Linked DNA regions of Scylla paramamosain: region 2 is linked to region 1. Evidence: chromatin contacts called from public Hi-C data. All regions are on one chromosome and are shown on one strand. Each heading gives the region's core, a stretch centred on a gene start, on an enhancer-like site or on the middle of the called end of the contact. The rest is flanking DNA. Distances are from core to core; before and after follow the strand shown. Region 1 has its middle 22 kb from the start of Trnar-acg. Region 2 holds the start of LOC135105112 (MAP kinase-interacting serine/threonine-protein kinase 1-like).

Evidence for each region. Hi-C and Micro-C count contacts between places; a contact is called where the count stands out from the background.
Region 2: a Hi-C map of muscle shows a contact between it and region 1, with 9 times the contacts expected there. The contact joins the promoter of LOC135105112 here to the enhancer-like site in region 1. A contact is called at or near these places in 2 of 2 Hi-C or Micro-C datasets (muscle and testis).

What each region holds. Positions count from the first base shown.
Region 1 is chr11:25,755,133-25,757,938 of ASM3559412v1, forward strand. No RefSeq gene overlaps it. Among protein-coding and RNA genes, the nearest start is that of Trnar-acg, 22 kb to the left of the region's middle. Within about 2 kb of position 1,504, the one cell type or tissue checked has an H3K27ac peak away from gene starts, as active enhancers do.
Region 2 is chr11:26,043,770-26,046,996 of ASM3559412v1, forward strand. LOC135105112 (MAP kinase-interacting serine/threonine-protein kinase 1-like) reads left to right here and starts at 1,902. Exons shown (of 12, transcript XR_010270707.1): 1 at 1,902-2,240.

The DNA of each region.
Region 1 (2,806 bases), core at 254-2,753:
CCTACGAAACTTCTATAAATTTTCCTTGAAGCTGCTTTGAATGATACTCCCTTTTATTCCTTCATACTCTTATTTTATTCCTTTATTCTCGCTTTTACTACTTTTTTGGGGGGGAGTGTTTTTTTTTTGGGGTGTTTGGGAGAGCTTGGCGGTGTTTGGATGGTGTTTGTGGTGTTTGTATGAGGAAAATAGATTGTTTGTGTGTTTTTTAATGTTTTCTGGGTGTCTTTTTTTCTGGTTTTCCTTTTTTTTCCTTTTTTTTTGGTGTTTTTAGTGTATTTTTGTGGGGTGTTTGTGGTTTGTATTTGGGGTGTTCCTTTCCACTTCCTCCCTCACCTTGAACTCTAAATTTCTAAGCTCCCTTGAAATTCTTGCTCCCATTGCACTCTTTCTTCTCCCTCTCTTAGTCTTCTACTTGTTCTCATTGCACCTTCGTATCCTTTGCCTCCCTTAACCATTCTCTTTACCCTCTTTTTTTAGTCCAGTAACGTGCCAGGGGTGTGTTTGTGTTGTGTGTGTGTGTGTGTGTGTGTGTGTGTGTGTGTGTGTGTGTGTGTGTGTGTGTGTGTGTGTGTGTGTGTGTGTGTGTTTGGGCCACGTGTGCTTTGTATCCATCTTCATTCTTCGTTCTTTTTCACTCTTTAATTTCTTTCTTCTTTCCTTCTTTCCTTCTTTCCTATAGTCTCTTTCCCCCGTCACTTGTTCCCATTTTTTTTTATCCCTCCCTTCGTTTTCTTTCTTTCTCTTTTCTTTTTTCTCTTTTCCTGTTTCTTTCAGTCTTTTTTCCTATTTCCTTTTTCTGCCTGCTTTGGTTATTTTCCCTTCTTTCATGTTTGACTTTGCTCTTTCCTTTCTCTTTCCTTTCTTCTCTTCCTCTTGTTCCTTTTTAGTGTTACTTTTTTTTTGTCTATATTTTTTGTTTTGTTTTTCTTGTCTTGTATTCTTGTGTCTGTTTAATTTCTATTCGACTTTTGTCTGTCAGTTTGTCTGTCTGTTCGTTTGCATTGATTTATATCCCACTACTTATGTATGTATGTATGTATGAATGTATGTGCGTATGCATGAACATAAATCGATGTTTGCCAGCCGGATGTTTACCTACACACACACACACACACACACACACACACACACACACACACACACACACACACACACACACACACACACACACACAGCAAGGTAAATAAGTTTATAGTGTAATTTTGTATCAAGTTGTAATATTTATGTAGCGTTTGCCTTGCTACTACTACTACTACTACTACTATTACTACTACTACTACTACCACCACTACAACTACACATCTCTAAGCATTACAGTCAAAATGTCCTGAGAGTCAATCACATCTACATTAATTCAAACTTCAATCCCAAATGTAGTACAGCGAACATCCCAACCTTCACTTTTCCCCATCACTCCCAACACAGTCACATTTCATTTACCTTCAATTCTTACTGCACAAAACTCCCCACTTCTCTCCCCCTCCCCTTCCCCCTTCCCTCCCATACACATATCCCGTTACTCTTAATCTCCCTTCAATTACTTCAATGTTTCGAGGCGATGGAGCGAAGCCGATTCATTCTCTCGTTCATTAGACGCGTGAACGAGAGAAGCTTCGAACCACTTGAGTGAGTCACGTGTCTCGAAATGAGCTGCGTCATTCCTGCTGGCTCGTGTGTGTGTGTGTGTGTGTGTGTGTGTCGTTACTAAGGGAGGGCGCTGTCCGTGTGTGTGTTTGTATATTTATAATCACATTTAAAGAAAGATAAGAGGAGGAAGAGACGGGGGAGGAGAAGGAGAAGGAGGAGGAGGAAGAAGAAGCTAAGGAAGAAGTGAAGAAGAAGAAGAATAAAAAGAAGAGGAGGAGGAAGAGAAGAGTGTAAGAAGTTCGAGGAGGAATAAGCAGTGAAGAAGAAGGAGGAGGAGGAGGAGGAGGAAGGGAAGAAGAAGAAAAGGAAGAGGAAGATGAGAAGAGTGTAAGGAGTTCGAGGGGGAATAGACAGTGAAGAAGGAGGAAGAGGAGGAGAAGATGAGGAATGAGAAGTGGAGGAGCAGGAGGAGGAGGAGGAGGAGGAGGAGGAAGAGGAGGAGGAGGAAGAGGAGGAGGAGGAGGAGGAGGAGGAGGAGGAGGAGGAGGAGGAGTCGTTAAGAATGTATGTGTTCTCTTATCTGGAGTCATTAAATGAAGGTCAGTTTTTGTCTTCCTTTTTTTTCTTCCCTTCTTTTTTTTTCCTTTTATTTTCTTTATTACGTTAATTTCTTTGTATATAACTGTTTGTTTTTATCTTTTTGTGTTTGTTTGGTTTTGACATTCTCATTTTCTCGGTTTTGGTTTTGTTTCCTCTATTTGTTTATTTTTCTTATTACTTTTTCTATCGTATTTGTTGCATTATTATTACTTTGTTTTTTTTTCCTTTCATATTTGCTTTCTTTGTGTTCTTATTCTTTGCTTTATTTATTCTCTGGTATTTGTTGCTCCTTATCTTTTGTCATCTTTATTACCTATATGTCTGCTTGCTTCCATTTTTCTTCTTCTTCTTATTATTATTATTATGTTTGTTTGTTTGTTTCTGTTGTTGTTGTTGTTGTTGTTGTTGTTGTTGTTGTTGTTGTTGTTGTTGTTGTTATTGCTGTTGCTATCCCTATTATTAAAGTCTATTCATACACCATCTATCCATCTATCTATCCATCCATCCATCCATCCATTTATCTATCTATCTATCTATCTATCTATCTATCTATTTGTATATCTATCTATATATTTATCTGTCTGTCTGTCTGTCTGTCTGTCTGTCTATCCATGTT
Region 2 (3,227 bases), core at 652-3,151, 290 kb after region 1:
CTCTCTCCCCGCCCGGCGTCCCTTGCCTAGCGGGGTCATTCGGTCCTGCCTGACTCCTCTTCCTCCTCTTACCTCCGCCGCCGCCGCCGCCACCACCACCCGGCCACTGTACGAGCTCCTCTCTCTCTCTCTCTCTCTCTCTCTCTCTCTCTCTCTCTCTCTCTCTCTCTCTCAGTATTTTCATCACAGGCTGTTAATAATCCATACACATGTCAGGGAGGACGTTACACACACACACACACACACACACACACACACACACACACACACACACTCACTCACAAACACATGCAGAGCCGGTGATGCTGCACGTCTGTTGCTTGGAGGGAGAGGGAGTGAGAGGGAGACGAGATGAGCGTCATCTTTCAGTTATCTGTCTGTATTACTGTTACTTAGTGTCATTTAGTCTTGCCCTGCCCTAACACACACACACACACACACACACACAGAGAGAGAGAGAGAGAGAGAGAGAGAGAGAGAGAGAGAGAGAGAGAGAGAGAGAGAGAAACGTTCTTGTACTGTAAAGTTGCTCTTCCCCCACCCTCTCTCTCTCTCGCTTTGCATTATTGTTTACTTTGTTCTGTGTGTGTGTGTGTGTGTGTGTGTGCGTGTTGAATCATGTGTGTTCTTTAAACAGTTAATATCCTTGTGTTTTCATTTTATCATACGCAAAAATGTATCTTGTTAAGGTTATGTTAGGTTAAACTGGTCTATCTTAGGTCTGTTGTCCCATGTGTATGTTCCTCTTTGCCTGTCTTCTGTATCCATGCCGTCTGTAGACTAAGTCAATATTCCCGTGTGGATGTTTTTCAACTAGATGCAGAATCTCTTTATCTCGTTATTAAAGATTTTTCTGTTTTATTTCTATTTATCTGATTTCATGTATTGTTCCTTCTTGCTCTGTTCGTGTTTCTGCCTGTCTTATCCTCTGCGACCAGTGTCTCTCAGTTCTAAGTTGACGAGAGCGCGCCGGTGTGTTAGAGACTGGTTGGAGGACAGAGGCATGATACAATGACTCCGGACAACCTCCTCCGAGAGACTGGAGAGACCGGCGCGCCTCCCCCACGCCCATCCCTCTAGTTTTCTACGCAACTACGGATTACCAACCACAGCGTTCTCTGATTATTCATACGATAGATTGGCCCAGGGTGCACTTTATTGTTAGCAGTTATAAACTGTCTTTAGTTAACAGTTACTTGTTGTGTTAACCAATGACGAGTTGGTTTTGAGAAGCAGGGTGTCTTTATAAATAGTGTGCCGCGCGGATTGTGTTGGCAGCATTCATCACGCCACAACAACTGCCAGCGTGGAGTCACCCCCTGCAAATTGATCGGTGTGTTATTTTCGCGATTGTTTAAAATTGCATCCAGTCTATTGAGAAGTGTGATTTTCACGTATATGTTTGAGTAAGTGATGCCCATTTGTGTGGCATAAGAATCAATTTGGGTGTGACACAGGATTTGTACATTCTCCTATGGTCATGTCTGAAGCAACGCCGTGTTGTTGCAGATCACTGACAGGTTTTCCAAGCCTCATTTTACTTATAAACACTACATTTTATTATCACTGATGTGGCAGACGGTCAGTAAGCGATCCGTCTGGAGAAACGAGAAGCATCCAAGTTGGCTGATGTAATAACAAAATATTAAGAGGTTCTAATATTGGCAGAGGTGTGTGTACGTGCCACGGCGCCGCGTCCTGCTTTGCCCGGCCACTTATAGGGCGAAAACCTTCCTCTATCACATTATGCAAGGTAACTTTGAGCTACCTTCATCATGAATTATGTACTGTAGGTTACTGTAATCCCAAATAGACTAGGAATTGTTGGCATCTCTTTGAATTTAATGAGAAAAATGTGCGTCTGGTAGTGTATGGCATGCGGCGGCGTTCTATATAATACCGCGGCGCCGGAGGTCAGGCGCAGTTCGCCAACAGAGAGAGAAAGAAATGGATAGATAGGAGTGTACGCGCACCACGGGATCTTTTCCTACCTTTTTCTAGCTTCCCAAAGCTGGTAACACACGGCTGGTACTACATCGTGCAGGAGTGTGCGGCGCCGGCAAGTGTTCGACATCGTGGTAGTGCAAGAGGCCCCGAAGGCGGTTTGAAGGAGGGTCTAGTCAAGCATAAGTGCTAACTCAAGAATCTGTGATTTTTCCATTACACTTCCCCCCACGCTGATTGTGATATATTATTCTTCGCTCATTGATACCCCCAACAAACCGTCAAGATGGTGCAAGGTATGTGGTTTCCTCACCTGTGTTTCATTTCAGATTGTATGTATGTATGTCTGTCTGTGTGTGAAAGTCGAAAGCTGTAAAAAAGGGTGTCAGGCCGCCGTCGAGTTGGCTGGGGCGTCTTGTTGGTTGTCGGATGAACATTCCTAACATGTTTGTATGTGTGTCGGCTTGTGTCAGGCTGGCATGTTGTGTGGATGTGTGAAATGTTGATTTAAAGGGCTGGGCAGGCAGCGGGGAGGGAGGTGTGTTAGTGCGTCTGTCTGTTAGTAAACAAAGAACCTCCGGGGTCTGGTGGGGCGGTGGTGCCGCTTCTCTCAACCCTGGTGACCTTATCGATATTTTTATTTGCGACGGCTGTGTGGTGTGTAAATGGCAGGATGAGTTTGAAAGTATGTTAGAAATGTAGTAATAATCGATGTCAGTGTGTGCATGTATGAGTGAGCCCCCAGAGGCGAGGCGTGCAGAAATGAGATGTGGCACCGCTGTCACCATCGAGGCCATGTTCTTCTTGTCATTGCCGAATTTGGCTGCTGCCGCTGTTCTCGAATGTTCGCGAGAAGTCCTGACCTGCCGTATGCAAATGCCGGTGTCATGTGAGGGGGAGAGGCGGGGAGGCTCACTGATGTTGCTGCAGAGATCCGTGTTGAGGCTTGGAGGGGTGGCTGAAGGCTGACATGAAATAGCTAACTGGCAGTCGTCTTAGTTACTGGGTGGACTGGAGAGCGTCCTATTGACAGGCCTATCGCGCTGTCATGAAGAGAGGCGGCCCAGGCCGTGCTATATGTAGATTTCATTAGACATGTACTTAGATTGCCGAAGTTTCGCAGTATATGTAAAAGTTTATTTTCTAGGAATTAATTTGAATGTTTCCTTTGCATATCCCTGCGTTATCTTTTAATGTCAGTGTGATTCAGAAAGTTACAGATGAGATAACTGCCGGTAAATGTCTGTATAAATCAAGCAGCCACTCATTCCTGCCTCTGCTAC